Linked DNA regions of Mus musculus: regions 1, 2, 4, 5, 6 and 7 are each linked to region 3. A link is a contact called in public ChIA-PET, Hi-C, HiChIP or PLAC-seq and promoter capture Hi-C data. All regions are on one chromosome and are shown on one strand. The core of a region is the stretch at or near the end of the contact, and the rest is flanking DNA. Distances in the headings are between cores, read along the strand shown. Region 1 holds the start of Itga6 (integrin alpha 6). Region 2 holds the start of Metap1d (methionyl aminopeptidase type 1D (mitochondrial)). Region 3 holds the start of Tlk1 (tousled-like kinase 1). Region 4 holds the start of Hat1 (histone aminotransferase 1). Region 5 overlaps Itga6 (integrin alpha 6). Region 6 holds the start of Dlx1 (distal-less homeobox 1). Region 7 holds the start of Dlx2 (distal-less homeobox 2).

Region 1 (3,634 bases), core at 458-2,957, 960 kb after region 3:
CCTTCAGAAGCGCTTGTTCAAACCGTGTGATCTTCAAGATCTCGTGTGCATTTAGATCCATTATACCTCACCCAGGGCAAGATGTGAGATTACTAGTTGTTTGGGAAGTGGCACATCTGCTGGGGACTCACTCTGGCAGCTGCTGCCACCTGTGAAGACCACACGTGATATTCACATAGCTTCTCTGAGTAGCTCCAGCTGTTCTCTTGGTACAGATGTAGAAGGACGCTTTGGGTCTCCCTTGGGACTGCACCCTGCTTCTATTTCCTATGCATGCCTGTTAGGTTCCATGGAAAGGCCCTTTCCAGCATCAGGAGTGTACAGCCCACTGTGATTGTTACCCAGCTCTGGGCAGTTGGTCCTGACTTGTATAGAGAGTTGGCTCAACACAACTAGAGGGAGCACACCACTAAGCAGTTTTTATCCATGGTCTCTGCTCCAGGTTCCCGTCCTGAGTTCTATTATCTGGAAATGTAAGATAAAACAAACTCTTTTCTCCTCAGGTGGCTTTTGGTTAAAATATTAAATTACATCGATAGGAGACAGGGTAGAACAAGGCCCGTTCAGTAAGTTACTGAAAACCAAGACCCTATGCACAACATACATGTTTTTAAGAAGAAAATCGATTATATTAACATATGTCAAAATGTTAACATTTTTTTCTATAGTAATAAATTGCTTCTTTATTGACATACATCGAGATCTAGCAGAGTAGCTACCTAATAACAACTGTAATTTGAAACATCTGCAACAACCAACTTTTCTGGATAAAACAGTATTTTCTACTGATAATTGGGTTGTTGGTACAGTCTCCTGCCTTTGTGGTTTACTGTCTACATTCATAAGAGAAAACATGCTAATCTAAATGTCAGAGGATAATAAAAAATGGTTCACTAAAATGTATATTGTTTGTTCTCAACCAAGTTCTGAGCGTCCCTGAAGCAAGTTTTTCTATCCTAAAATAAACATGCCTCAAAAGCCAACACCTCGCTGGAAAGCCCCACCCTATGCCCGCGAGACTCAAGCCTTCAAGCCACCCACACGGACCTCTAGCTGTCTCTATCTATGCAGTTCTAACTAGACTAGGAAACTTAGGGTAAGAAAAGGGGACAATAGCTAAACTCCAGGGCCCAAGATAGAAGGACTCAGTGTTCCCTACCTAGAGATCTTCCCACAAAAATCTGAGTTGACTTTTTTCTTTTCTTTTCTTTTCTTTTCTTTTCTTTTCTTTTCTTTTCTTTCTTTCTTTTTTTTTTTTTTAAAAAAAAAACCAAAACTCATCAGCACAGAGAAGCCCGCTTCCTAGGCCTGAATGAAACAGTGTGTTTTTAAGTAGCACAGCAACGTTTTCGACGTTTGGGTCCCTGGGGAGCCAGCGAGTATGCAACATCAAGCCAACCCCAAGAGCTGGGCATACTTAGGCGCGTCTTGAACCCTTGGAGAACGGATGTCTTTGCAAGTCAGCCCTATGAGGCCCGCAGTTCAGTGACAGGTAGAAAAAAAGCCTGGCTAGTCTTGCCAAGCTCCGGGACGCTTCCGGGCAGGTGGCGGGAAGGTGGGAGGGCTGCGGCGGGTGCGCCGCTGCGGGGCGGGGCCGGCAGGGAAGGTGCGTGTGGCGGGCGGGGCCTCGGGAGGGGCGGGGCGGGGCGGGGCGGGGCCGGAGTCCCGGTCACTCGATAAAACGCTTGAGAGTCTCCAGAGAACAACGGGCTCATTGAGCAGCAGCTAGCTGCGGGCGTGGGGGAGCGGCCGCACAGTGAGCGTGAGCCGGCCGGGGGTGGGGCCGCGCGCAGGGGCGACCGAGGCCAAGTGGCCGCAGCGGCGCGCCAGGCAGCCCGGCCCCGGCCCCGAGCCCGCGCGCACAGAGGCCGCAGCAGCTCCGCGGGTCCCTCCCACCGCGCGCGCCCATGGCGGTCGCGGGCCAGTTGTGCCTGCTCTACCTGTCCGCGGGGCTTCTAGCCCGGCTGGGTACAGCCTTCAACCTGGACACCCGCGAGGACAACGTGATCCGGAAATCGGGGGATCCCGGGAGCCTCTTCGGCTTCTCGCTCGCCATGCACTGGCAGTTGCAGCCGGAGGACAAGCGGCTGTGAGTTCCCCGACTCTTCCCATCCCCACCGGGGCGCCGCGCTGCGCCAGGGAGAACGAGGGCGCGCCCTGCTGCCGCCCGTCCCGCGTGCCCAGAGCCTATCCGTGGGCTAGCCCAGCTCGGCTCTGCTCTGCCCTGGCCTTCCCTACCTTGCCCTGCCCTGCCCTGCCCTGCCCGCTCGCACTTCTTCGGCCCAAGACTTGAGAGATCCGGGCCCGCCGCGCCCTGCACACGGCGCCTCCCGGGAGTGAGGAGAGCCGAAGGGACAAACCCCGGGCCCGGCCCCGGGATACTTGACTTTCCCCCTCCCCTGAAGTGCTTTCCGCGGTTCTCCACTTCGGGCTTAGTTTGCAGGGACCCCGGCAGGTGGCACGCTTTGCTGAGCTTCACGTGTGCACTAGGGACAGTGATGGGACACAGGGTTGCGGGAAGTCTTCCAGGGAAATGCAGGCCTTTCTCCAACTCTCCGACCGTCCGGTCCCCTCCCTCGTTCGCGCGCCGCGTGGAAGTTGGGAAGCCACTTTTCGCTGTCCCGTATGACTTTCCCTGCAGAGTGGGCTCTCCTGCAGGAGATACTTTAACATGCTTCTTAAAAAGCACCTGTTCCTCAGGACTAGCTCAGCTGTGAAAACAGGCTTCTTCGAGTCGGTGTGCTAGCTCCCCCTCCCAGCTCCCTGATAGATCAGCAGCACTCAAGGATCCTCCGGCCCCAGTGCTGGGTGGGCCTCACGGAGGAGTTAGAGCAAAGTGCCCCTTCTAGGAGGGACTTAGAAAAGAAGGTTCGGAAGTGACAGTCATCCTCCCAAGTGTTTCTTCCAGGAGAAAGCGACTGGCTCTGCCTTTTAAACAGTGTTGGCTCCCACATGACCCAGTTCTTTGATTGGGGAAGATTTTCTGGAGCTTAGTCGCCCAGTCGCAGTGGGGTTAAATTCTTGATCCATGCTCATTCCCACAACAAAAGGTCCTCCTCCCCGCCCAGGTCTTGAGTTGAACCCAGGTCCTTCCAGGACCAGCAGACCGGAGAGAACAGAGTGCAGCCAAGGGGAAAGGAGAGGCCAGAATTATTTTAAACTGGAGAAAACTCCCTTTTCGGATATTTAACAACTTTGGGGTTTGTGCATATTGTGGACTTCAAAATCTTAAGGTCAGATTTTTCTGATACCACCTGCTAGGTGAAGCAGAAGTCTATTGTGGGTGGGATAGTCCCGGGCAGGGAGGGGGTCTGACTCTGCAGGCGTGGCATTCTCCCGAAAATAATTGTTGGTCAGCTGTAAATCTGAAGTGAGAGGGTTTGTTTGTTTGTTTGTCAACTCAAGAGGATGACATTTCAAATCTCAAACACTATTCGAGAAACACATACATTTACCCATGGAGGATTTGAACTTAGTATAGAAGTGACTGTGGGCCAACAGAGGGAAAACATTCTTTGCCTTTATTTAGCATTCTGTCTGTATCAGACCACAGAGATTGGCTTCCTGGATGGACATGTCCAAGCAGACATTATAATGGGGGGAAACTGGGGCAAGAAATGTCCTGAGGACAATG
Region 2 (3,747 bases), core at 364-2,863, 630 kb after region 3:
GACCTCTGTGGAAGTGTTTTCTGGATGAAACAGGACCAAGGCACACATGGATTCATAATGGCTGTCACTACACGCACAAGACCTAGCTAGCCGAGATCTCAACATAGATTGGGACAAGGACACAAAGTCCCATTCATAGCTGACAATTGACAGAGCTACTGAGGGGATGAGGGTGGTCAGTTTTCTCCAGGGTTTCTGCCCCTGAAAGGATCCCCGTGCTCCAGTAGATGGCCCTACATTCATGTGCATACTGGCAGTAGATGGACTCAGTGTGTTAAAATAAAAGCACATGAAGTTGAAAGGGAAATGTGGTGGAAGGGATGAGCAGGAGTTGGAGGAGAAGGATGGGGGCGCGTGGTGGTGCTGGGAGTGTATTAGACAAAAACACATTCTATGTGTGTATGATATTCTCAAACAAAAAGAATACCCTTGGATTAAGTGTTCTCCGATTTGAGGTTTGTGATGAGTTGAACTCTGCCTCCTGAGGTTAAAGGTGTGCCAGTTGAGCATGTGGACTCTTTTATTTTTTATTTTATATATGTAGTACAGTGTAGCTATCTTCAGACACACAAGAGGAGGGCATCAGGTTCTATTAAAGATGGTTGTGAGCCACCATGTGGTTGCTGGGAATTGAACTCAGGAAGAGTCCTAAGTGTTCTTAACCGCCGAGCCATCTCTCCAGCCCGCATGTGGATTCTTTAAAATCAATGAGAAGACATCCACATATTCACAAGGAATCCTTATCGATCTCGACTGCATTCAAAGTCCAGAAACTGCTACACTACAGTTTGGGTTCTTTCACCATACACATCTTGGGGTATCATGGTCTGTGTTGAGCACAGGAAGCTACCAAGATGGATAACACCTGGTCCATGAGCGTCTGGACTCCACCGCAAAACAAGGGCAAGAGGCACAGAACCTGGTGAAATCGGGCAACAGTATCATCGAAGGTACAGCGGCTGCCTCACTTGCCTTGACATAGGGGCTATGCAAGCTGACATGCGTCATTCTTTAAATATCTAATTTAGGGATAACAGCAGTTAATACTGCCAAGCAGGAAGTGTCATCAGGGAAGGAGAAATCCTGTGAAGATACCCACAGGGCCACATAGGTGTCCCAACTATTCTATTCTGGAGTCTCTGCTGAGTAATTAATATTCTAACATTGCAAAGGGAAGCTGATCAAACTGATCCAACTTTTTCAACTAGTTGCCTGGAAATGATTTGTAACCGAATGAAAGGCGATGAAAGTGCTTTGTTGCACACTAAATTGTGTTTGTTTGTTTGTTTTTTTTTTCCTCTCGCCCAACTTCACGTATCCATGCACCAAAATGGTGATTCTATAAATACTGGAGGCTACACTTACATGACGACTTTCTTCCATCCCTGATGGGTCTGGAAGCTCAGAGAGAGAACTGCGGCCGGAGCCAGCCTCTCCTGGTGGAAGCGAGCTGGCCGCAGACGGAGCTGCTGGCCTCGACACCAGAGGCACTCGCTAGCCCGGGCTCCTGCAAGCCAGCTCACGCGCGCGCGCGCACTCGCCTCCCACTGCTTCAGCGCTTCTGGGCTTTGAGAGCGCGGCTACTCCAGTGGGCGGAGCTGCGAGGCTCTCTTGGCCACGTGACCGGAGCCAACATGGCGGCGCCCATCGGCGTCCCCCTGCTCGTCCGTGGAGGTAAGCGATCGGCATACGACCGCTCCAGGGCTACGCGCCCAGAGACACGTCCGCGCGTGGGCTTGGTACGCACGTGCGTACTTTCAGTCGGACCCGCGTATACCATACACGTTGGCACGCTGCAGAAACAGACACACGTTTGTCCTCTTCTTACCATGTTGCTTGAGTGCTTAGTTCTTGAGATTTGTGGGTCGTTACCTGAAGTTTTCTTCCCTCTCTTTACTTGTGTGGTTAGTGTTGCAGACGTATCTACCAGCGACGACGGTGAAATGCGCCGGAACACTCGGTTTAGAGCTGTTGGATTGGCATGCCTTTTTGAGAAACTTGTAAAAGGTGATGACAGTCATGATGACTTAGGAGAGCTAACGATGTCAGGGGCATTCCAAACAGATGCGTTTCCGGCGAATCGTTGTTGAATTAGTACTAGGTTCGGATTCTTTGCTAGCAAGAACTCAAAAATAGGTTCAAGAAGGACGAAAAAAAAAAAAAGGAACACCAACGACTTTAGATACAATTTAAGTGCCAGGCACATAGGAACGGTTTTAGGAGGTAAATATTTTCAGAGCAATACTCAGCACGTATTATATACCTTCCGAGCCATCTCACCAGTCCAGCTTAACTTAATACAATCCCCTTTTGTGAAGTCAGATACCAACTTATTTGTGTGTATCTAAGGGTGTGTAAAAAAGTTTGACGTTGACATGGAATGGTGTCCACAAAAATATATTATTTGGAATATTTGGAAAAAGCAAGTTGTAGGACATTAAAATTACATATATTTGTTTGTCTGGTGTATGCTCAAACAGGTGCCAAGGTGTGCATACAAAGGTCACAGGGTCATAGGAGAACTTGTGGGAGTTCTCCCATTATCTGTTTTTCAGACCATGAGGCTTGGTTCAGGCTTTACCCACTGAACCATCTCACCAGCCCAGTTTAGCTCAATACAGCCCCCCCTTTGTGAAATCAGATACTCATATATTTGTGTAGTTATATTTGTGTGTATATGTGTATCTAATATAATACATACAGAGAATGACATACACGATTCACGGCTTTGTGAAATAAAATATTCAGTTTTTATGAAATGCCCATATTTTCCAAAGCACTCAAAATATAGTGCTACATATCTTAGAGGTTTTTGGCAAAGATGACTCTGGTCATTCTGTGTGTACCCAGAACTTCTCATCACTTGAATGATCTTGTACATTTAATACAACTTGTTCATGTGAAGATTAGATTTTCTTTTTTTAGCCTTTGAAATGTTCTTCATAGGAGAAATTTCAAACACACAACAGAGCGGCAAACTCTGCATACACATTGTCTGCTCACAAATCATGTGTGTAGAGACACTCACTTCTCCACCCCAGCCACAGTGCCTCCCACGATGGTATTATTTTAAAGGATGTCCTAGGTATATCACTTTATTTGTAGATTCTTTTGCCTATGTATCTCTGAAAACTGTGCCTAGGGAGTATAGCTCAGTGGTTAGCACCCATAAGCCTTGGTTTGGGGTTCCCCTGCTCCATAAGAGGAGAAAGAAAGAAAAAAAGGAAGGAAGGAAGGAACAAAGAAGGAAGAAAAGAAAGACAGAAAGACTGAGAATCCTACTCATTGTCTTGTATATTGTACTTATTTTTAGAATTTCTATTTAGCTATTTATTTGTTTTAAGACAGAATCTCCTGTAGCCTTGAACTCCTGGTCCTTCCGCCTCTACCACCGTGTGTTGAGATTAGTGGTGTAAACCACCCGTCATACTGGGCATTTCTCTGTCAGTTTCTCTGTTCAGATTTCCCAGTCATGCTCTTGTAACAATTGTTACATTTTATTTTATGAGACAGGGTCTTGTGTAGGGCGGGCTTGAATTCCTGGTCCTTCTGCCATTTCCAAGCATGTGCTGCCACACCCAGTAAACATAACAACTTTTTAAAAAAAGATTTATTTTTTATTTATGTGCATGCATGTAATCCATCTTGAGTTTACGTGCACCACATATGTGCAGGTACCTGAGGAGGCCAGAGGGAGTCATATCCCCTGGAACTGAAATTATAGGCAGTTGTGAGCCATAAGATACA
Region 3 (3,893 bases), core at 1,069-3,568:
TCAAAATGAATAGGGGTGGAGGACGGTTAACAGTTTTAATTTACATGGTTAATAAAAAATAAATGACCTAATAATTATGAGGGCTGGGGTGTAGCCCTGTAATACAGCAGTGGTCCACTATAAGACTCAAGGGGAAAGGAGAAAAGGATGGAAACTTTGTTGTCAAGTGTAACTCACAAGACTATATCCCAGAATTTCAAGTATTAACTAAGACTCACTATTTTAGGTTAACAACAAAAAACAAAACCCATTTAAAAAAAAAAAAAAAAAAAAAAGCTGCTGAGGGAGGGGAGCAGGATTTCTGGTTATTTGGAAGTTTGAATTAAGTTATTCCAACCATTCAGAACATTTCATCATCAGGAAGGGTGCAGAACGGCACACCTAAGACGGTCAGCTAGGGCTGACCTTCCTTAGAAACTCCATCTGAATTTGGTGCCTGCCAAATTCCCAGGACTGATAACAGAAGTCAACTGTTAAACCAACACCATGTATTCAGCAGATTATCACATACGGGTCCTGGCTCATAGTAATGGCTCAATAAACACTTGAGAAATCAATGAGGAATTATTTTTCAAAGGTATAGTACTCTAGAAACCACGATAATCTTTCAAAACTCATACTACCATTAGACATCGTAATGAAACTACAAAGTGGAAACAAGCAAGCTACAAGCACCAACTGCCCTATTTACAACACACACTTTAAATTTTAAACTTACAAATTTTCAAGCTTATACATGTACATAAACTTTCAAGAACAGAAGGAAAAACTCAGATTATTAATTTAAGTCATTCAATAAATAAGCTCTTATTTCTTTTAATGAAAAATCAGTGTCAGGGTGAGATGAAAGGGGAAAATGTCTGTCAACGTATTCGGCATGTTTAATGGATGCCATAAATCAAATCTTCCCATGAATTTTCTAGAGCATATTCACGTCAATCTTTGAGCCTATTGTCACTTTCACACATGCTCACGGGAACAAAATGACAAAGAATGCTATGCCTCAACCACTGGATCCGGGCAAGAAACATTTGATTAGCAATTACCAAAGCTATGGATAATAAATATAGACATATTTTCAAAATACAATAATCCGAACGACTCATAAACCGAAGCTCTGAATTTCTTTACAAGGCTTACTAGACTGCTGGACTTTCAAACGTTTTCTTCTTTTTTTTAAAGGTGCTGATAATCTCCTTGTGCGAGACAACCGGGAGCGAACAGCCCATTTACCGATTGCTAACGAATACGACTTCGCATTTTCCAGACAAAAGGGCGTTAAAAGAGATCCGATGCAAATTTATTCTTCCCTGGTAAAGGAGTGTTCTCCCGAATTCCATTTTATGGAGTATACTTAAAGTTAAAGGCAGCAAGTTCATTTTTTAGTCAAAAGCACTAGGTGCCTTACTAGCTGTGTGACTGCTACATCTGGTGGCAGAACACTTGCATGCAAGGAGCCAGAAAACTTAGAAAACAATTGTAACCGATCTCAGTGCGTGTTTTGCAGAAACCTTCAAGCAGGAATTTCCACCAAAAAAAAAAAAAAAAAAGCCCACCACCCTTGGGCAGAAAGGAACACGAGCGTACTTGCAACCCACGAGCATAACGTTCAAACATGCAGGAGCCGATGGCGAAGGAAGGAAAGTTGCAACCATCTGGGGGGGGGGGGGGGGTGGCACGAGCAGCCTTGCCCACGAGTCGGTCTGCCGTTGGGATCGCTCTAGGGGCCGCGATGGGGATCCGACTCGGATCCGAGGCAGCCCAGAGCATGCGGGAGGCGGGCGAGGGGCATCTTAACCGGTCCCGGCGGCCCGGCTTGCGGCGCGGGGACCGCCTCTATGGGAGGAGTGCGGGCTAGGGGAGGGGGCTCGCGCGCCGAGGCTGCACCGCGAGGGCAAACCCACCCGAGCCCCGAGGCCAGGAGGCTCAGGGAGCCAGGGCAGGCCTCCCGCCCGCGAACCGCCACCCCCCACCCCAGCCCGGGGTCCGCGCGGGCCGAGGGAGCCCGCGGGAGGGCGCGGCGGCGCTTACCTTCCCTGGGCCTCCCGGATGGCGGCGTGTGATTCAGCAGGGACCTGGCCGCCGCCGCCGAGCCCGGGGTTGGAGACGTGGAGAGCCGGGACCAAGATGGCGGCCCCTCCAAACTTCCACTGCTACTTTGGACACTCATCAAGCTACTTTCTGGGAGCCCGACTCCCCCCCTGCGACGGCGGCGGCACCGGCACCCGCCTCCGTCATGGCGGGGGCCGCGCTGAGGGCGAGCGCGGGCGCGAGGGCTGGGAGGGGAGCGCCGCGCCGCCGAGGGAGCGCGCCGGGCGGAGGGCGGGCGGGGAGGGTAGCGCCGAGGGGAGGCGAGTGGCCGGGGCCGCGGGGCCGGGGCCGGAGCGCGGGCGGAGCGCGGGCCGCGCCGACCGAGGCCACTTCCGCGGGCGGAACCTGCCGGCACCTCTGCAGTGCGTCGGGCCCCGGCGTCGCCCGGGCGGTGGCGGGCGGTGGGTGGCGGCTGAGGCGGCGGGGTAACCTCTGCATCAGTTACGGGCGGCGGCGGCGGCGGCGTCACGCGCCGCCAATGCAAACACTATCGCGAGGCTCCTGCGCCTCCGGTAGCAGCGGCGGCGGCGGCGGCCGCGGGGCCGGCAGGGGGGAGGGGGGAGGGCCCTGCCCGGGCGGGGCGAGGGCGGGGAGGGCGCGAGCGCGCTGGGAGGCGCGGGGCCCGCGGCGCGGCGCGGAGCGGCGAGTCGCGTGCGCGGAGCCGGCCGGAGGGAGGCGCGCCCCCGCTGCCACCTGCCTCCCCCTCGCCGCGGCGCGCCTGCTCCGAAGCGCGCCCCACACCCAGCCTGCCCGAGACGCCTCTGCTCTCGCCTGGCTCCGGAGTCTCAAAATGGAACTGAAAAGTTGAGAGTTGCTTCTTGCCCTTCAGGAGAAAAAGAAGAAAGAGAAGAAGGAGAAGAAGGAGAAAGAAAGAAAGAAAGAAAGAAAGAAAGAAAGAAAGAAAGAAAGAAAGAAAGAAAGAAAGAAAGAAAGAAAGAAAGAAAGAAAAAGAAAGAAAGAGCAGTGTGCACTTATCCATCTGCAAAACAGGAGTAGTCACGGAATTAAAAAAAAAAGAACCTAAGAAAATAAAACTTTCCTTAAAACAATCTACCAAAAGAATTGAGAAACCCTACCGGTGGGGTAGCCTGAGTGTGTGGTATAGCTGTTTGTTCTTTGTTTTCACAGAAGTGGAAAATCTAAATAGAAAATGTTGACTACTGAATTCACAGTAAAAAACACAAAAAACAAAAAAACTATAGTGTTCATCTTGAAGAAGGTATAGTTTCTAGAAATTTCCAGTTTCTGGTGCCGCTGTTGAGTATTGACGACGAATTCCCAAAACAAATTACAGCATTTGCTAAAATTTATAGATAGAGCATAGCTTTCTGCACACCCACGTACACACACCAGCGATTGGCCATCTTGTTCATAAAAGAGCAAGTCTGGTAGTCCAGGAAAAATACGACAAGGTTACTGCTCTCTTTAAACCAAATTGAATAGAACACTAAAATGATTATGCTATAGAGCAACTGTGCAGGCATAAGGAAATGACATGATTACCAGGGGGACCAAAATGTCATTTCTATTTTTTATTTTTATGACTTTGCATTTCTCATCGTAATGTTTTCTTCAGATAAACTGTACTCCCAGAATAGAGCCTTGGTTGTCAGCTATGCCAGAAGTCACTGGGGTGTTCCTGTGCTTCAGATTCTTGTTTTCAGTCACATTCTGCTTTTGAAACCTAAGAACTCACAAATTGAACAACTTTATTGACATAGAACTCACTGTAAAGTGTGTGGCTTTAGTTCACACTGTAGGGTGTATACAGCTCTGATGCCCCTTGTACAATCAGTAGCAAA
Region 4 (3,765 bases), core at 1,238-3,737, 560 kb after region 3:
CTCAGTGTTCTTGCTGCCTACTCTAATCTTAAAGGGCATTTCTAGATAGCTAACACATAAATACCAGGCCTGAGTATCTGGAGGACTGGGCTCATCAGGACACTGGAGTAAACTGAAGATGAGCTTGGCAACTTACCTTGGGCTGACTCCTTTCTCTTTTCCTCCCTCGCTTGCCAGCCCCACCACCTCTCTGTCTCTGTCTCTCTCCAGATCTCACATAGCCCAGCTGACCTCAAGCTTCAGTGGCCAAGAATAACCTGAATTCCTGCCTTCCCCCCCCCCCCCCCCGTGCGGGGCGGGGGGGGGGGTGTTATAGGTATGTGCTGTTGGTCCTTATCCTCTTCTTCCCTTTCGCCTTCCACCTCTTCTTTTGGCAGATTCTTCTCAATCACAGTTCAGGTTAACCTCAAACTGATGAGTTGATGTTCCTGCCTCAGACTCCCGGGTGCAATGAGCTTAGGCACAATCTATCACTTTAGCTATATATTTTTTTTATCTCTAATACTAGAGAGCATATTAATTCTAGACTATTTCACCACGTGTGATGGTTAGTTTTAACTGTCACCATGGCATAGAACAAAATACACACATATAAATGTTTATATACACACATACATGCATATATGTATTACATACTACATACATATATACACATATATACTATATAACACATACATATATGACCCACACAAACCTATATTAGTGTGAGCATGTTTGCTGGGGATTGCCTTGATCATCTTAATTGATGGGAGAAGACTCACTTTAAGTGTGAGCAGCACCTTCTGGTAATGGCCCAGGTAAAAGGCAGAAAGAAAGCTTTGCTAACTTGCCTCCTTAACCTTCATTCTCACTGGAGAGTTCATTGACCTTTTTGGTGTGTAAGGGTCCATGATTTGCTGAAGGATGTCACCCTGGACTCCAATAGTATGTAACCACAAAGAGTGTTGAATTCTGCAGAAGTCTAGCAAGCTGGGTCTCCCATGACCCAGGTAGAGAGACACCCAAGTGAGCTCAGAGGCCTGATTTAAAGCACATTAGGGAGTTCTGGGGTAGGTGACCTCTATGATAATCTGTTGGGTCCATCTCTACTGACATTCCATTGCCGGGGTAGAGAGGCTGTAAACTTGTTGGGGGAGGCCTGGAAACTGCTGCTGACCCATTGTCCTTGCCTCGGGCCAGACAGGTGGCCAGACAGGTGGCGGGCCGGCTTCGGAGGCCTGGACTTGCCTGGACTTGCCCAGGTCTTGGTAAGAGATTTAGGCCTAACCTCCTTAACTGCCAATTTGAAGCCTGTCATGGAGTCAGCCTAGCCTTCTCAAGCGCTGGTATTAGAACCTTGCTAGGCAGAGACCCAACAGTTCTCCAGGAGTCCCTCAGGTCTTCACAGGCAGATTGGGCTGAGGCTCCTAGCTTTGAGGACTGACCACCAGGTTTTCAGCATTTGCTGTGAGACAACCACTGTCTGGCCTCTCCAAGTGTACCACATAAGCCAAGGTGGTAAGTCATCTTTTAATATATGTTCATTCCATTGGTTCCTTCTTTTCTAGAGAGACCCGATATACCAAAGATCAACTTTCCATACGGCATGCATCATTTTAAAGCGTATCAGCAAATGTGTTGACACCAGGGAGTCTGGTATTTGAATACCATCGTAGAGGTAAATAGCAAATTATCCTCTGGGAGAAAAAAAAAAATCCAAAAGCAACTAAATAATAAGGCCCATGATTAAAAATGGGTAGTATCCTATGATTAGTTCAAGCCACTAGGACCTCATACAAGTCCAACTAAATCAAGCCACTTGAGGTAGTGTTAGTAACCACTTTTAGTGAGCTAAATGGTTGTCCAGAAAACTTAAGAGCAAAAGCAGGTATATTTCTAAATTTTACTTTTAATAGTTGTGCACGCTAGCATGTAATCAGAGCACAGCTTTCGGGAGTCTTCCATTTTGGGTCCCTGAGTTCTTTAATATGGCACTATTTTTCAATTTGGGAGCACAAAGAAAGTCTATAATGGGTTAGTGGCAGAGCCTTATGTCTACCATAAGTATGACTCTGAATTGGTCACCCAGCTCCAAAATACGAATAAAATTCAGAGGAACCTTTTAAAATGGGTTATGGCAAAGTTGAATCAAAAAGTTTAAAAACTTCGAAATGAAACCCCCACAGAAAAACTTGCGTTCGGGCCAAAAGATGGGAAGGACAATCGCCTTAAGCTGTTTGAGAATTCACATTAATTTCTAAGCAAGTCTCTAGTGGCCAGCAAGCCGCACAGGCTGGGACGCCGAAGACATGGGGTGAGGGCATCCTCACGTGCGGTGGCTAGGCAACCGCGGGCGCCTTCTCACGGTGCTAGCCCCGCCTCCTGAGGCACTTCCGCCGCCGCGCGCCTGGACCTTCTCCCTCTCATTGGTTCGTGGCTCGCCGAGGATGGGCGGGGGAAACGCGTAAGTCCTTGCGGTCACTTCCGGCCCGGGAGCGCGCGGGTTGATTTGTCCTTCCTCAGCTGCGGGCGCTCGGAGCTCGGAAATGGCGGGTAAGTTCCCGGGAAAAGTTTAGCAAGGGGAGGAGGCGGGTGCTTCTGGGGAAGAACGTTGAGGCGGCCGTGACAGTGGCCGCCTGGAACTTTCGGGCTCTAGCAGAGGTTCCAGAAGGCCTCTCCCTTCCGCGAGGCACTGAGGGTCGGGGACTGGCTCCCGGTGGGCCGCGCTCGGCGCCACCGCCCCCGGTGCTGACGCTCGGCGCCTCCCGTGGGCCTCCCGGGCCTTGAGCTCAGGCAAGGCGCTCAGTTTGGTCTGGTGGAGCGCGGTCTGCCTCGGAGCCTTTCACCCCCTCGTTCCCCTTTGCTCACTGTCGCCCTAATGTAACCCATTAGGTCCAGTTCCCGCCAGCTGATCCTCTCCAGGGCCCTGCCCACCTCCCTCCCAGCCAACTTCTGAGCGAGCGCGGTGCTGCTGCCCTGCCCTGGTTCAGGGCACACTCAGGGTCTCATAACCCTTCAGGATTCCTGAGATCATTGTTTTTTTAGATGTCCTTTGAGAAAGTCGTTTTTACACTGCCCAACTTGTCACTTAGAATGGAACTTCTGTGCTGTGTGTAGTAGAATCCTCTTGCTGTGCTTTATTCGTTTCTAGCCTTGGAGAAATTTCTGGTGGAGTATAAGAGTGCCGTGGAGAAGAAACTAGCAGAGTACAAGTGTAACACCAACACAGCAATCGAGCTGAAACTAGGTGCGTATTTCCTTTCAGAGGAGTTCTGTGTGTGCAGCCCTGTATTTAACAGAGCCTTTAAAATAGGAAACACAGCTTGAGGTTAAGACGATTACGTAACAGGTACTTTCTGCGTTGACTGGACATGGAGATTTTAGGCAGTTCTCTAAGTTCATGCGGTAGAAGGGGTAGGGGAAAGATAGTGATAAGAAAGTGAAAGATAGTGTGGCAGAAAGTATATGTGATCTCATCTTAAAAATTGCAAATACACCAGGCAGTGGTGCCGCATGCCTTTAATCCCAGCACTTGGGAGGCAGAGGCAGGCGGATTTCTGAGTTCGAGGCCAGCCTTGGTCTACAGAGTGAGTTCTAGGACAGCCAGAGCTATACAGAGAAACCCTGTCTCGGGGGAAAAAATTGCAAATGGGGGATGGAGAGATGGCTCAGCTGTTAAGATCATTGACTGTTTTTCCAGAGGTCCTGAGTTCAAATCCCAGCAACCACATGGTGGCTTACAACCATCTGTAATGAGATCTGATGCTCTCTTCTGGTGCTCGTACT
Region 5 (4,116 bases), core at 1,574-4,073, 990 kb after region 3:
GACATCGCCTTTCTCTGTGACAGAGTTTATTTCTTGCTAAAGATGGTGCTGTGGTTTTGAGGGTTTTTTAAAGGATTTTGTTGTTTGTTTGTCTGCATGTACAGTGTGTACCGTGTGTGCCTAGTGTCGGTGCAGGTTAGAAGAGGATTCGGATCCCCTAGAACTGGAGTTACAGATAGTTGTGAGCTACCAGTGTGGGTCCTGGGACCAAACATGGGGTCTTCTGGAAGAGCAGCGCTTAACCACTGAGCCATCTCTCCAGCCTCTTGCGTCTTATCTTTAAATATTTTCCAATATGTTGAAATCTTCAGGGAGTTACTCCAGTACAACTTTGCAACTCGGTGGAAGGTGGCCATGGTGGCTCAACTTTAATCCAGCCCTGGGAGGCTGAGGGAAGAAAGATGGTGCATTAGAGGAAATTCCTGCCTCAGAAATCCTGCCCTCCCCCCAAAACACGGGAAAAATAACAAAACTTAGTAGAAGTCGCTGTCTAGTGGCTCTAAGGCAAGCAGTTTGAACAGTGACTTTTCCTAGTGCCAAACTCTAGACACTGGCCCCATGTTTGTAGTCTCTCCTTTGGACCTGATATGGGAACAGGGTTTTGGATGCTGCTCTTGTTAGTTTCCATTGCTCCTGCCCCTACAAGGCCTGACTCGCTTCCCCGCTCCCACCCCAGCCTGTCTGTAGAGTGCAGAGCTGCTGCTGTAGTTCAGGCTTCTACTTATGAGCATGGTGGTACACACCTTTCATCCCAGGCAGAGATAGGTGGAGCTCTGAGTTCTAGGACAGCCTGGCACTACACAGGGAAACCCTGTCTCTGGGAGAGGGAGAGAGACACACAGACAGACAGACAGACAGATGTCTCTGAGAGAGAGGGACATACACACAGAGACAGAGAGACAGAGTCTTGAGAGTATGGCAGCAGCAGAGAGACAGTGGCATACCTGCAGCCCTGGTCCTTGGAGTTGACTTGGTGCCCACAGAGCAGTAATGCACACAGAGCACCTGGTTCCCTTACTAAACCCGTCTGGGCAGCCAGGCGCCCAGCCCTTCCTGTGAGGAACCGGGAGGAAGCTTTGGATTTATACAAAAGCCAGATTTTGGCACGCGTTTTGAGGGGTTGGTTGAAATGGGCTATTCTTCCAGAACCTACAAGCACCTGGCAGCTCAAGAATCAATGTGTGCCTAGCATTTAACCTACACCATGACCTAAAATGACTTAGATTAGAAGTAGACGGTTGTCCCCGGTGTCCTTGTTTGCATACTGGTCTAGTTTTGCTCATTTATTTGTTCTTCACAGACATAGCTTGAACTAATGGACTGTGACTGTATATAAAGCTGATTCCAAGTGAGATTAAGAGCCTTTTTGCTAATCTCTGAACCAGGGTAACTGTGAGAAATGGGTCCCCAATGGTTGCTGAGTGTTGGGGTGACTTTATTCATCTGTTTCTGGGACCTGCCGTTGTATTGGATTAGCTCGCAGTATAGCCTTGAAATGCAGAGTGGTGCAACAGGCGCCCTCTGCTGGCAGGCCATTCCCTTTTGTAGCCACCCACTCCTGCAGCCGGTGTGGATCCTCTTCCCTCCCTCCCAGAAGGTATCTGAAATGGAAACAGGATGCTTAAGAAGCCGTGTGGGCAGAGTCTGGGGTAGGCACCCTTTCAACTGGCATTATCCTTTATAGATGTATGCCTCTTAACATTGTCTTTATGCCTGACAACCTGGCTCCTTCCTTTATTCTATGCAGTCCGCCACTTCCTTCTCTGTCCAATGCCTGTGCCCCACCGGGGATGGAGGAGAGAAGGGTTGGAGAAAGCCCTTGGCTCTGAAGACCTGTGGCTGTGCATGGAGTAACCTCCACAGTCTGTTATTGTTTAAACGTGTGTGTGTGTGTGTGTGTGTGTGTGTGTGTGTGCGTGCGTGCGCGAGAGAGAGAGAGAGAGAGAGAGAGAGAGAGAGAGAGAGCCCGCGTGCACGCCCCCCCCCCCCCCCCCGCCCGCGGAAGCCAGAAAAGGGCTTTGGAGTTATAGGCATTAGACTTGATGATGCTGGACTCCGAACTTTGCTCCTCTGGGAAAGAACAGGCAGGTGCACTAACCACTGAGTCATCCCTCCAGCCTCTGCACAGCTTGTTCATGTTGCTGGAAACCTTTGAAGTGCCTATCCCATGTAGGGACCCAGAAAGGCTCAAGAGATGGCTGCATCCTTAGGCTCTGCGGGCCTCCTCTCCTACCTCTCTCCCCTGAGCCTGTCTTCTCACCAGGCTGTCTGTCCATCTTCAACTCCACTTACCAAATCACCAGACTCCAGTCTCCTACGGCGGCTATCTCAGTGCTTCTTAACTTGTGGGTCGTGACCCCTTCAGGGGTCAAACAACCCTTTCTTTCACTAGGTTCAAATATCAGATATTTACATTATGTTTCATAACAGTAGCAGAATTACAGTTATGAAGTAGCAACAAAGATAATGTTATGGTTGGGGGTCACCATAACATGAGGAACCGTACTAAAGGGTGGTGGCATTAGGAGTGTTGAGACCCACTGCTCTAGCTCCTCCCTTGGAAGCAAAGCCAGTCTTGCCTGTTCTCTGCTGTCCCTCCTAGGTCTCTTCTGCTGTCATTTCCTGGTAGCACTCTCTCTACAAAGCACTTGCCCTCTCCCTCCCAGTCCTTTTCTGAGCTAGCTACTTCTGGATCAGGTGGAGCCACACTGGAGTTTTAGGAGATGGAAGCTACCTGGGAGGCCGTCCCTTATGCATCCTGGGGCAGTACTTGTTGAAGCAGTAATTGGCTGTAGGAGGAGCTTGGTAAACAGGAAGTAGCCTGCCACCCTTAGCAGCCTCCTTGGGTGTGTGTAAGAGGAAGTGGTTAGAGGAGGGAAAGCTGTCTAGGCTGTCGGAGCTGCCCTTTGAGTCTCCTCTTGGCAGTTGGTTACCTTTACCCACCATTGGGCCTGGGTTCTTTTTCCCTTCGCCTGCTGGGAGTCAGACTTAAATCTGTCAGTATGCCAGTGGTTTTTATTTCAGTGTGTCATTGTTATAGGCTGGCTTTTGTGCTAAACGTTTTAGTTGTTCAGTTTTGTTTCTTGGGGAGCATTCATTACGCAGGGACAGGGACACTGTTTCTAGGTAATCTTTGTCCTGCCTGGCACCTGGCTGTGAGGTCCAGAGGCCTCATAATTAATCTCTGTCAAGGCCTCGATTTCCTATCAAATGGGAGGGTGCAGGCTCCTTAGCTTCTGTTTACTCATGGTTCAGCTCATTGTTTGTTTCTCTAGCCACCCCAGCACAGGGTCCATCCCACATCTGCCAAGCATCAAAACCCATTCTCTGCACATTCTAGGCCACCTCGTCTCTCAGGTATTGTGAGCTCCTGCAGGGACAGTGTTACTTGGATACCTGGTGGGCCTATGCAGACCCCTGCACCCTGGCTTCTCTATACCCCCTATTGATTGATAAATTTGGGGACCCGGGGGGCAATTGCTTCCCTAAGTCTCCACTTCAGTTCCGTTGCTTTGGTGTGTGCGGGTTCATCATTTCCAATGTAGACTTGGAACTAGAAGTGGGCAGTGCGAACTGCCTCAGGTGAGGAGATGGGTTATCTGTCTGGTAGGAAGGGCAGCCACTGTCCCCATGGAAGCCATCGTCATGCTCCTGTTTCTCCTGGGCAGATGTGATCCCCTTCCCCCTGTTGCACCTGCAGCAGCATAGCCGTTAGTGTATTTACTTTTTAACTGGGATCCATCCCAGCAAGGAAGAGGTAGTGGGGATGTTAGCTAGAGTTGGTTTTTGTTGTTCATTTTGCACCTGACCCTGCAGGCTTCCCAGTGCACTTTGCTGATGTTAGCTAGCGTTGGTTTTTGTTGTTCCTTTTGCACCTGACCCTGCAGGCTTCCCAGTGCACTTTGCTCCCTTCAGAGGGTTTATTGTTTGTTCCCAGCTGGCTTTCCATCTCCAGCCCATACCTCAAAGCTCTGGTTTCCACTTCTCTGTGTGGTCCGGTGTGTGTTCTTTCTTTCTGTCTCTTGTATTGTTTGTTTCTTACCCTAGAGGTTGTAAACCACGTGACCAGCCAGCCCCTCTGCTAATGAAGTGAAAGCTCTCCGCTGCCTGCCGATC
Region 6 (4,091 bases), core at 617-3,116, 700 kb after region 3:
GCATCCAAGCGGCTGCGTTGGGCGCACAGGACGGCACTCCACACCCCAAAACAGGCACTAAGAAGGAGCTATTAAAATCGCGAGTACGACAGGAAGACCAGGACGAGGCGAGTTGGAGTTCTTAGTTGGTTGGTGTTACAAAGCCTCACCTTGTGGTTTGGCGATTAAGGAAAAAACAAAAACAAAACAAAAAACCTTTCAGGCGATGGCAAACCCTTTATTGGTTTACGAATTTTGGACTGTTGTTTTTTGTTTTGTTTTTTTCCTCTTTCTTTTGTTTTTCTCTTTTGCTCCAACCAACATGCTGCATGAAATGTTTCTGCGCACAGCCTCATGCCTTTAATCAGAAGAGGAAATCTTTAGGCAGGAGCTGCTGCTGAAGGAGAGAGAGAGAGAGAGAGAGAGAGAGAGAGAGAGAGAGAGAGAGAGAGAGAGAGAGAGAGAGAGAATGAGAATGAATCCCCTGTACTCATATCTGTAACGACATCACCGATGTAATTTGTTTTGAATGTTCATTTTTATTGGTGTTCCCTCTGCCAAAATGTGCTTGATTACAGAGGTCTCCCTGTGATCACTGTGCACTCCAGATAGGGGAAGGTGCCGCGGCGCAGGTTCAGCTCAGGCCAGATCAAATCCCCGGGCTGTTTAACGCTGAAAGGCTGCATGTTGCTATTAGTGTTAAATATATGGCTAATTATGCGTATGAAAATTAAACATCAGTGTTATGCTAATGGGGCGCCTTCAGCTGCGGATCTGAGCACTTGAGACTACCATTTAATCAAATGAATCAGTAACTAATACGTGTGCACGTGTGAACTTTCACAAGATCATTTCCCCCGGTCCCCGTCACACCGCTAAATTATGAAAGAAATAATTATCAACACTTTCTAATTACCTAACAAAGTAATTTGGGATTCATCGTGGGGCTGGCGGGATTGGGAACCAACAGTCCCTAGCAACCAGCGTAGTTTGCGCCACGCGAGGTGGTGTGTGGTAGTAGTGGGGGGGTGGAGTGCGAGAGAATCTTTTGTGCACTTTTCAACACTTGCACCCAGATGGTAGACAGCGCGCTTTGGCAGCTCTTTCCTTCACCAGCTTCCCCACCTCACCCCCGGGCCCGGAGGCTCCAGCTTTGGCCACTGGAGGTGAGGAAGAGATCGGGCGACAGAGAGGGGCATATCTAAACACAAATATTCAAGCCTACCACTGATCAGGATTTGCTGAGGGTGTCGGTGTCTCCCTAGGACTCCCAAACCCCAAGTACTCTGGCCAGACCCCAGGAGGTCGGAAAATGACCACCTGGCAGGAGTTCGATGCACCAGCCACCAGGCGACTGCGGGCCCTCAGGACTCCACGCTGAGCCGCGCCCTCGGGGCGAGTGAGCCCGGGGCTCGTGGCTCAGGGGGAGTGGAGAGGGGAGGGGGAGGCAGGAAGGTTGGGAGGGAAAGGAGGGGGGAGGCGGTGCGGCCGCCTTTCCTGGGTGGAGAAGCGTGGGTTCCTGGCTCTCCACGCGCACTGCTTTGATCAGACCCGTGCAGCCTCGAGCTGGAGTGGCCAGCTGGGCCTGGAGAGATGCGAGCAAGCCCCTGGGAACGGTGGCAACGGCGGGGCGGCGGCCGAGTGAGTGAGTTGGGCCAGAGGGCCCCCAAACCCAGATCCCCGGGATGTGGCCGAGAGAACCCCAACCTGGGAGGCGCGGCCTGGAGCGCGCTGAGCTAGGCACAAGACGCTCAGAAGGACCGCTGGCTGCAGGCTACCTGGGTTGTCGCCCAGTGCGCGACTCCGCGATCCAGAGACCGCGGCCGGACTCTGGAGCGGCGCTCCGCACCGGACTAGGTGACCTCAAGAAGAAGTGGTCCGGGGTCCCAGGCGTTGGGGGCGGGCGAAGGGTGGGGACAGCAAGGGGGAGGGCGACGGCAGGGCGCGGCTGGTTGGTTTCTGGGGCGGGAAGCGCGCGAGGGAGGCGGGAGGCTGGAGTCGCGCGCCTTCGAGGTTCCTGCGCGGACGCCGCAGCCCATTGTGCGTCCCGCTCCGCGCGCTCTGTTGCAGAGGAGCCCCGGCCGGGACGTGTGGACCGGATTCTCCCCAGGCCGGGCCGCGTCGCCCGCTCTAGTCCAGCCGAGCCCGAGCTTCTCGGACCAATCCCCGGTGATTATGCAAGAGAGCCGACCAATCAGCTCCACCAGCTCATGAATATTTATGACCTTGGCTGAGTCAAAGCTTTGAACCGAGTTTGGGGAGCTCGGCAGCATCATGCTTAGACTTTTCAAAGAGACAAACTCCATTTTCTTATGAATGGAAAGTGAAAACCCCTGTTCCGCTTAAATTGGGTTCCTTCCTGTCCTGAGAAACATAGAGACCCCCAAAAGGGAAGCAGAGGAGAGAAAGACCCACACCCAGACCCCGCGAGAAGAGATGACCATGACCACCATGCCAGAAAGTCTCAACAGCCCCGTGTCGGGCAAGGCTGTGTTTATGGAGTTTGGGCCGCCCAACCAGCAAATGTCTCCTTCTCCCATGTCCCACGGGCACTACTCCATGCACTGTTTACACTCGGCGGGCCATTCGCAGCCCGACGGTGCCTACAGTTCGGCCTCATCCTTCTCCCGACCGCTGGGCTACCCCTACGTCAACTCGGTCAGCAGCCACGCGTCCAGCCCCTACATCAGTTCCGTGCAGTCCTACCCCGGCAGCGCCAGCCTCGCCCAGAGCCGCCTGGAGGACCCAGGTACGTGCGCTTGCCAGGGACAAGGAGAGAAGGGAAGGAGAATAGGAGAGAGGGGGAGAAGGGGAGGGGGAAAGAGAAAAGACAAGAGAGTGTGGGGTAGAGAGGTGGGTGGGGGTGGGGAAAGCGCGGAAGTAGTAGAGGTTTCGGATATCAATCTGTGGATCCTTGTCACTGAAAAGAAAAAAATTATAAGTCAATTCAATTTACAACTGTCCAGCAAAGGATAAATCCGAGCGCGTCTCCTGGCACTGGCTGGGCCTCTGGGCCGCTCGGTGCGCCGAGCACACAATGCCCTGCTGGAAAACAGAAACCCACATGTGCACGTATTAGTCTCGGTAATTATTTATTGCGTAGCGCTATAAACAATGTATGCAATTAAGGGTAATTAAACCTCAACTACCGCCTGCAAAAAATAGCAAACTTTCTCTGCAAAGGCAATAGCTGCGCTCTTGGGAACGACCCAATTCTGTCTGCAGCAGCCAGGGACGTGCGCTCGGACCTTGAGGGACCTTCGCAGTCTTTCAGGGTTTCTTGAACGTTCTTTTCCGGACCCTACTTCTGCCAACCCATCCATAGACATTCATTCTCGTCCCTCCTCACTAAAGGCAGTGCAGCATTAACAAGGGTCTCTGCTTCTGTTGTCCCTCCAGGGGCGGACTCCGAGAAGAGTACGGTGGTGGAAGGCGGCGAGGTGCGCTTTAACGGCAAAGGGAAAAAGATCCGTAAACCCAGGACAATTTATTCCAGTTTGCAGTTGCAGGCTTTGAACCGGAGGTTCCAACAAACTCAGTACTTAGCTCTGCCTGAGAGGGCGGAGCTGGCGGCCTCCTTGGGACTCACACAGACGCAGGTACCTGGCCGCTCTGCCAAACAAGCCTCGGGAGCTGGGCTCCAGCCCCAGGCTTCACATTTTTTGTTCGCTGGGCCTCTGGTTCTAGGTGTCACAGTCCGCCCCCCAACCCGTGTGTGTGTGTGTGTGTGTGTGTGTGTGTGTGTATCCACCTCTGACTTTCAGCGTCTCCTCTTCCTCCCTCAAACTGTTTGCCCTAGCTCGGACCCTACTCTCTGACCTGCAGGCTACCTGGTCTTCTGACCAGGCAGGGAACTGGAAGGATTTCCCCAGACGTTTTGTTTGGAGGTTCTGAGGTCACACGTGCCTGAACAACTGGAACAATAGAAGGGGGATTTAATCTTCCTTAGCCTTTAAAGTGTGCCACTAATCACTCAGGTCCTGGGCCTAAGCCTGCTTCCCCCACCTCCTTCTTCTTGCGAGGTGGCAGAGGCAGATCCTTCCCTCTGGCCCTTCACTTCCCAAGTTCCAGATCCTTAAGAAGAAGGGGGAAAAAAAAAGTGAGATTTTTCT
Region 7 (4,267 bases), core at 1,229-3,728, 720 kb after region 3:
AGGTCGGAATTGAGGCCAGGGACGCCAGGCTTGGCACTAAAGGATCCCACGAGGCCTCCTTGTTTCCGGCTGCTCCGTGGCAGTGCGAGAAGTGGCTCCACGACGGGTCACCCCTGGTCGCCACTTCCAATACCGCTGGGTGGGTGGCGGTCGCGGGCTGGTAGGTTCGAGCCTCTAGCTACAGGACGCGTGCTGAAGAACACGGTGTCTCAGTTCTCAAGTCTCAGACGCTGTCCACTCGAGGTTAGAAAATCGTCCCCGCGCTCACCGGGGCGCCCCCGCCTGCGTGGTGGTGGTGATGGTGGTGATGGTGCGCCTGCGGAGTCTGCGAAGGATGCAGAAGTGGCGCTGTGGCCTGCAGGTGTGAAGCGGAGCCCGAAGCCTGGTGGTACCACGGGTAGTTTCCCAGAAAGGCCGAGGCGGCGCTGCTCGGGCTGGAGCCAGAGCTGCCCGCACCGCCGCCTCCGCTGCCCGGGCCGCCGCCAGCCATCCGCTGCGGCGCGCCGAAGTCCCAGGATGCTGGCGCCGAGACCGGCGGGGAGGCACAAGGAGGAGAAGCGCTGGCTCCAGGGTGCTGCTCGGTGGGTATCTCGCCGCTTTTCCACATCTTCTTGAACTTGGATCGGCGGTTCTGGAACCAGATTTTGACCTTTGTAGAAAAAAAGGAAAAGCCCTGAGCTTTAGTACAGGAACCTGGGCAGGAGGTTGGTGGAGTGGAGACGGCGGGCGAGCAGACCTGGGCTCTGGGCCTCCGCTGCTTCTAGCTACATTGGGGGGATCTCAAAATGCTGATGGATGAGCTCTAAGTATGTGACCAAGGTTCTGGGTAGTGCGGTGTCAGGTCAGTTATGGAACCCGCTTTAGCAGCAGCGAGTGGAAAGGCGTTGTAGTGTGGGATTTCTGTCCACCCGGGTCATTTTCTTTCCTCCCATGCGGCTGCCCCCTTTGAAAAAAATTTCTTATTTTGTTTGTTTGTTTGTTTTAAGCATTGGGCCTAGAAGTTTACTTTGCCCGGAATAAAAAAGCACAGGTGAAAATATACTTTTGAAAAGTTGTTCCGGACGTGCCCGCTTCCTAGAGAAAGCAGGCCATCTCCCACCTTGCTCACCTGAGTTTGGGTGAGGCCCAGGGACGCCGCCAGCTCGGCTCGCTCTGGCAGGGCCAGATACTGGGTCTTCTGGAAGCGTCGTTGAAGGGCCGCCAGCTGGAAACTGGAGTAGATGGTGCGTGGTTTCCGGACTTTCTTTGGCTTCCCGTTCACTATTCGGATTTCAGGCTCAAGGTCTTCCTTGTCTGCAACGAAAAGTGAGTGGTGAGCACCCACCGTCCAACCCCGCGGTCCTAAAGTTCGGAGCGGAGGCCTTTAGAGACTTGAGGAGGCCTTCCCAACTTCAGCACGCGCCGACTGGCCTGGCCACGGAACCCTGCAAGGGACCCGGGGGAGCTGTGCAAGAGAGAAAGAAGAGGCGGGCAGCAAAGCTATGCGCTACCCACAGCATGCCAACTGGCCCAACCGCCCACCGACTCTGTCCCCCGGAGCGTGGAGAGGCAGAAACTGCGATTCGCGTGCAGTTGGAGATTGGGCAGAGTTCAGGGCGGGAGCAAGAGATGCACAGAGTGCAAGGCTAGAGCTCCGGACTGCCCCCCACCCCATGCTTACCCGGTCCCTCCCCGTGACTTGGGCACCCTAGATGCTTGCGATGCTTACCCGGCTCGTTGTTGACCGGAGACGAACTGGTGCCGTAGGGCGCGTAGGAGGTGTACGCGGCGGTGTAGCCCAGGTCGTAGCTGCTTTTGGCGGAGTAGGAGACATTGTTGAGGCCGCTGGCGTGGTACTGGTAGGAGCCCATGTGCGCGTAGGGCGAGGCCCCCCCGCCGCCGCCGCCCGCCGGGTGCTGCTGGTTGGTGTAGTAGCTGCTGTCCGTAGCCGTGGACACCGGGAGGGTTGGCGACTCCTGGGGCTTGTGCAGGCTGCTGTTGCTGCTGCTGCTGTTGCTGTTGCCGCCAGGGCCGGCGCCCGCACCGCTCGGGGGCTGCTGGTGCTGGTGGTACGTGCTGGAGGCGGTGATCTGGGTCGAGTGCATATCAGCCACCAGACTGTCAAAGACTCCAGTCATCCTGACCCGGGACAGGAAAGAGCACGGGTGGCGGGCGAGAGGGGGATGCGAGGCGCCTCCTCTGTCTATCTCTCCGGGTCCCTTCCAGCAACCAATGTAATTACGGGGAGGGGGAGGGAGAGGAAAACAAGAAATGAGGCTACGGTCTAGGCGCCTCCTCCCCTGGAGGAGGCGATCACCGTGCGTGGCTCGGGACCGCAGCTGCTGGCCGCATCCTTCCCGGGCCTCTCGGACCTCTCGGCTCCTGGCCCGGCTCGGGCGGGGGGCGGGCAATGGAGGGGGCAAGAGCGGTCAGACCCGGTAGGGGCTCCAGGAGGCGGGAGCAGGTGAGCGACCCCCGAGCAGCTTTACGATTGTCTGCCGGGCAGGCTCCTGCAGGGTGGGCATTTAACACTTATCACGTGACCGCGGGCAACGTCACCTAGCAACAGCCAATCAGAAGGAATGAGCCGCGGGGCGCCGGGAGTCCGCGACCGGGCGGCCCCGGGACCCGCGTGTCACGTGGCGGGCAAGGCGGCCGCGGTGGGTGCGTGTACAAGCACTGCAGAAAGTGGGTACCCGATCTGGAGCTGGATAGGGTGCGGGATGGCCCGCAACAGGACATAAGGCTCCGGGAAAGAAATGGGGTCTCCCACCTTACTCTGCTTTCAAGAGCCAAGTCTAACGATTTACATCTCTTGTCCAACTTCGCCTTAATCAAATAAAGCCAGGAAGAGGGCCGAGCCAGCTCTGTCTCCTTTTTCTCCAGATACTTTTCCTCGAGGTGCCTGGCTCGCACTACTCTTGTCAGCCACTTTGCACCTGACGGGCAATTGATTTAAATTATCCATAAACCGCGTATAATAACCTATGCTTCCCAAACTACCCACAGAGATATTACGACAATTAATTGGATAATGTTTAACGTTTTTCCTTTTTGCTTGAGAGAAGAGCTCTATAAGCCCAAAGGTATTATTACTAGTAATGTATTTGAAATCACTTTTCCTCATACACATAAAGGTCTCTAGTAATGACGCACATCTGAGCCACTAGCTGGAAACTGATTCTGAGGTTCCCTCCTTGGGAAAGGTAGGCCAGACTAGACAGCCTTCAAAGTCGTTTGCATTGGTGTTTTTATGAAAAGGGGAATGAAAAAAAAAAAGAGATACTGAAGTAATATTAGAGATTTATCAAGATTCATTATCACACGTTTTCTTGATATAAACAATAAATATAAGAAGTTTTATTTTGTCTACTTTATTTTACATTTTCGTGTTCTAGGATCTTACTCCACTGTTGTAATTTCTTTCTCTAGGTTTCTTTCTTTATTTTTATTTTTCTTCTTTCTTTCTTTCTTTCTTTCTTTCTTTCTTTCTTTCTTTCTTTCTTTCTTTCTTTCTTTCTTTCTTCCTTCCTTCCTTCCTCTCTCTCTCTCTCTCTCTCTCTTTCTTTCTTTCTTTCTTTCTTTCTTTCTTTCTTTCTTTCTTTCTTTCTTTCTTTCTTTCTTTCTTTCTTTCTTTCTTTCTTTCTTTCTTTTCCAAGTGATGAGTTCCCCTCTCTGGTGGTTGGGATTTTCAAAAGAAGGGTGATGGATGGACTCAGCGCAGTGATGGACTCTCAAGTTTGAAGATTGCGGTAGCGCCTGCTTTGTGGCGCCACCTGGTGGACAGTGTAGGAGGTTGTTACAGGCCTGGTAGACAGTCTAATCACGCCCAGGCGCCAGCCTCTGAAACCCCCCAAAAGAACAAAATAGTAATTAAAAGCCACAAAATTGTGCTAGTGCGCGCCATCTGAAGCATCCCTTCCTAAAGACATAACATGTCACTGAAAGAACTTGTTACAACAACTGCCTAATGGAAAACAAGTTGATACTTTAAAAAATACGATCTTTGGTCTTCCCCAGAAAAAGCAAGTGTGTAATTAAAACTCCAGCATTCACACAGCGGAATAATGAGGCAGGTAATGCGCCTTCCAGTCTGCCTGGATTTAGTTCTCAGCCACTTGGCTAAGGAAGGCCTAGAGAATGGGGAAGAATGAGTTTTATTAGAAACGCTCCCTGGTGGGACTCGCCTGCACCAGACCAGACCCTCCCTACTGTATTGACTTTAAACTGCTTCCTGCCCCTTTTATGTGCATCAACGGTATCTCAAGGTTTTTAATCCAGATTGCCT

Evidence for each region. Promoter capture Hi-C pulls out the DNA fragments that hold promoters and counts their contacts. A called contact is a pair of places that touch in the nucleus more often than the background predicts. ChIA-PET counts read pairs in DNA pulled down with a chosen protein or histone mark. HiChIP or PLAC-seq counts read pairs in DNA pulled down with a chosen protein or histone mark. Capture Hi-C pulls out chosen DNA fragments and counts their contacts.
Region 1: an H3K4me3 HiChIP or PLAC-seq map of bone marrow-derived macrophages shows a contact between it and region 3, with 8 times the contacts expected there. The contact joins the promoter of Itga6 here to the promoter of Tlk1 in region 3. A contact is called at or near these places in 2 of 39 promoter capture datasets (3T3-L1-derived adipocytes and pre-B cells) and 1 of 115 datasets of contacts at active chromatin or transcription factors (bone marrow-derived macrophages).
Region 2: a contact with region 3 is called in a promoter capture Hi-C map of the C10 cell line. The contact joins the promoter of Metap1d here to the promoter of Tlk1 in region 3. A contact is called at or near these places in 5 of 39 promoter capture datasets (the C10 cell line, cranial neural crest, erythroid cells and 2 more) and 1 of 115 datasets of contacts at active chromatin or transcription factors (bone marrow-derived macrophages).
Region 4: a contact with region 3 is called in a Hi-C map of B cells, with 10 read pairs. The contact joins the promoter of Hat1 here to the promoter of Tlk1 in region 3. A contact is called at or near these places in 3 of 39 promoter capture datasets (the C10 cell line, erythroid cells and pre-B cells), 2 of 484 Hi-C or Micro-C datasets (B cells and cardiomyocytes) and 3 of 115 datasets of contacts at active chromatin or transcription factors (effector CD8 T cells, large pre-B cells and memory CD8 T cells).
Region 5: a contact with region 3 is called in a promoter capture Hi-C map of pre-B cells, with 5 times the contacts expected there. The contact joins the enhancer-like site here to the promoter of Tlk1 in region 3. A contact is called at or near these places in 5 of 39 promoter capture datasets (the 3T3-L1 cell line, the HPC-7 cell line, hippocampal neurons and 1 more), 3 of 115 datasets of contacts at active chromatin or transcription factors (bone marrow-derived macrophages, embryonic limb bud and large pre-B cells) and 1 of 9 other capture datasets (liver).
Region 6: a contact with region 3 is called in a promoter capture Hi-C map of adipose tissue, with 4 times the contacts expected there. The contact joins the promoter of Dlx1 here to the promoter of Tlk1 in region 3. A contact is called at or near these places in 2 of 39 promoter capture datasets (neutrophils and pre-B cells), 1 of 484 Hi-C or Micro-C datasets (embryonic stem cells) and 1 of 9 other capture datasets (adipose tissue).
Region 7: a contact with region 3 is called in an RNA polymerase II ChIA-PET map of memory CD8 T cells, with 13 read pairs. The contact joins the promoter of Dlx2 here to the promoter of Tlk1 in region 3. A contact is called at or near these places in 3 of 39 promoter capture datasets (the HPC-7 cell line, neutrophils and pre-B cells) and 2 of 115 datasets of contacts at active chromatin or transcription factors (memory CD8 T cells and pro-B cells).

What each region holds. Positions count from the first base shown.
Region 1 is chr2:71,785,232-71,788,865 of GRCm38.p6, forward strand. It overlaps Itga6 (integrin alpha 6), which reads left to right and starts at 1,708. Exons shown (of 26, transcript NM_008397.4): 1 at 1,708-2,089. The coding sequence starts at 1,908.
Region 2 is chr2:71,451,725-71,455,471 of GRCm38.p6, forward strand. It overlaps Metap1d (methionyl aminopeptidase type 1D (mitochondrial)), which reads left to right and starts at 1,614. Exons shown (of 10, transcript NM_025633.3): 1 at 1,614-1,674. The coding sequence starts at 1,635.
Region 3 is chr2:70,823,162-70,827,054 of GRCm38.p6, forward strand. It overlaps Tlk1 (tousled-like kinase 1), which reads right to left and starts at 2,319. Exons shown (of 20, transcript NM_172664.3): 1 at 2,032-2,319. The coding sequence starts at 2,170.
Region 4 is chr2:71,386,773-71,390,537 of GRCm38.p6, forward strand. Hat1 (histone aminotransferase 1) reads left to right here and starts at 2,488. Exons shown (of 11, transcript NM_026115.4): 1 at 2,488-2,532; 2 at 3,131-3,226. The coding sequence starts at 2,526.
Region 5 is chr2:71,811,383-71,815,498 of GRCm38.p6, forward strand. The region is part of intron 1 of Itga6 (integrin alpha 6); the gene reads left to right. Among named protein-coding and RNA genes, the nearest start is that of Itga6, 27 kb to the left of the region's middle. Within about 2 kb of position 2,824, at least 203 of the 459 cell types and tissues checked have an H3K27ac peak or open chromatin away from gene starts, as enhancers often do. A contact at or near this core is called in the HPC-7 cell line, bone marrow-derived macrophages, liver and 1 more, where this site is marked.
Region 6 is chr2:71,527,579-71,531,669 of GRCm38.p6, forward strand. It overlaps Dlx1 (distal-less homeobox 1), which reads left to right and starts at 1,867. Exons shown (of 3, transcript NM_010053.2): 1 at 1,867-2,728; 2 at 3,379-3,578. The coding sequence starts at 2,416. It also overlaps Dlx1as.
Region 7 is chr2:71,544,276-71,548,542 of GRCm38.p6, forward strand. Dlx2 (distal-less homeobox 2) reads right to left here and starts at 2,479. Exons shown (of 3, transcript NM_010054.2): 1 at 1,709-2,479; 2 at 1,109-1,293; 3 at 1-649. The coding sequence starts at 2,117. The coding sequence ends at 245.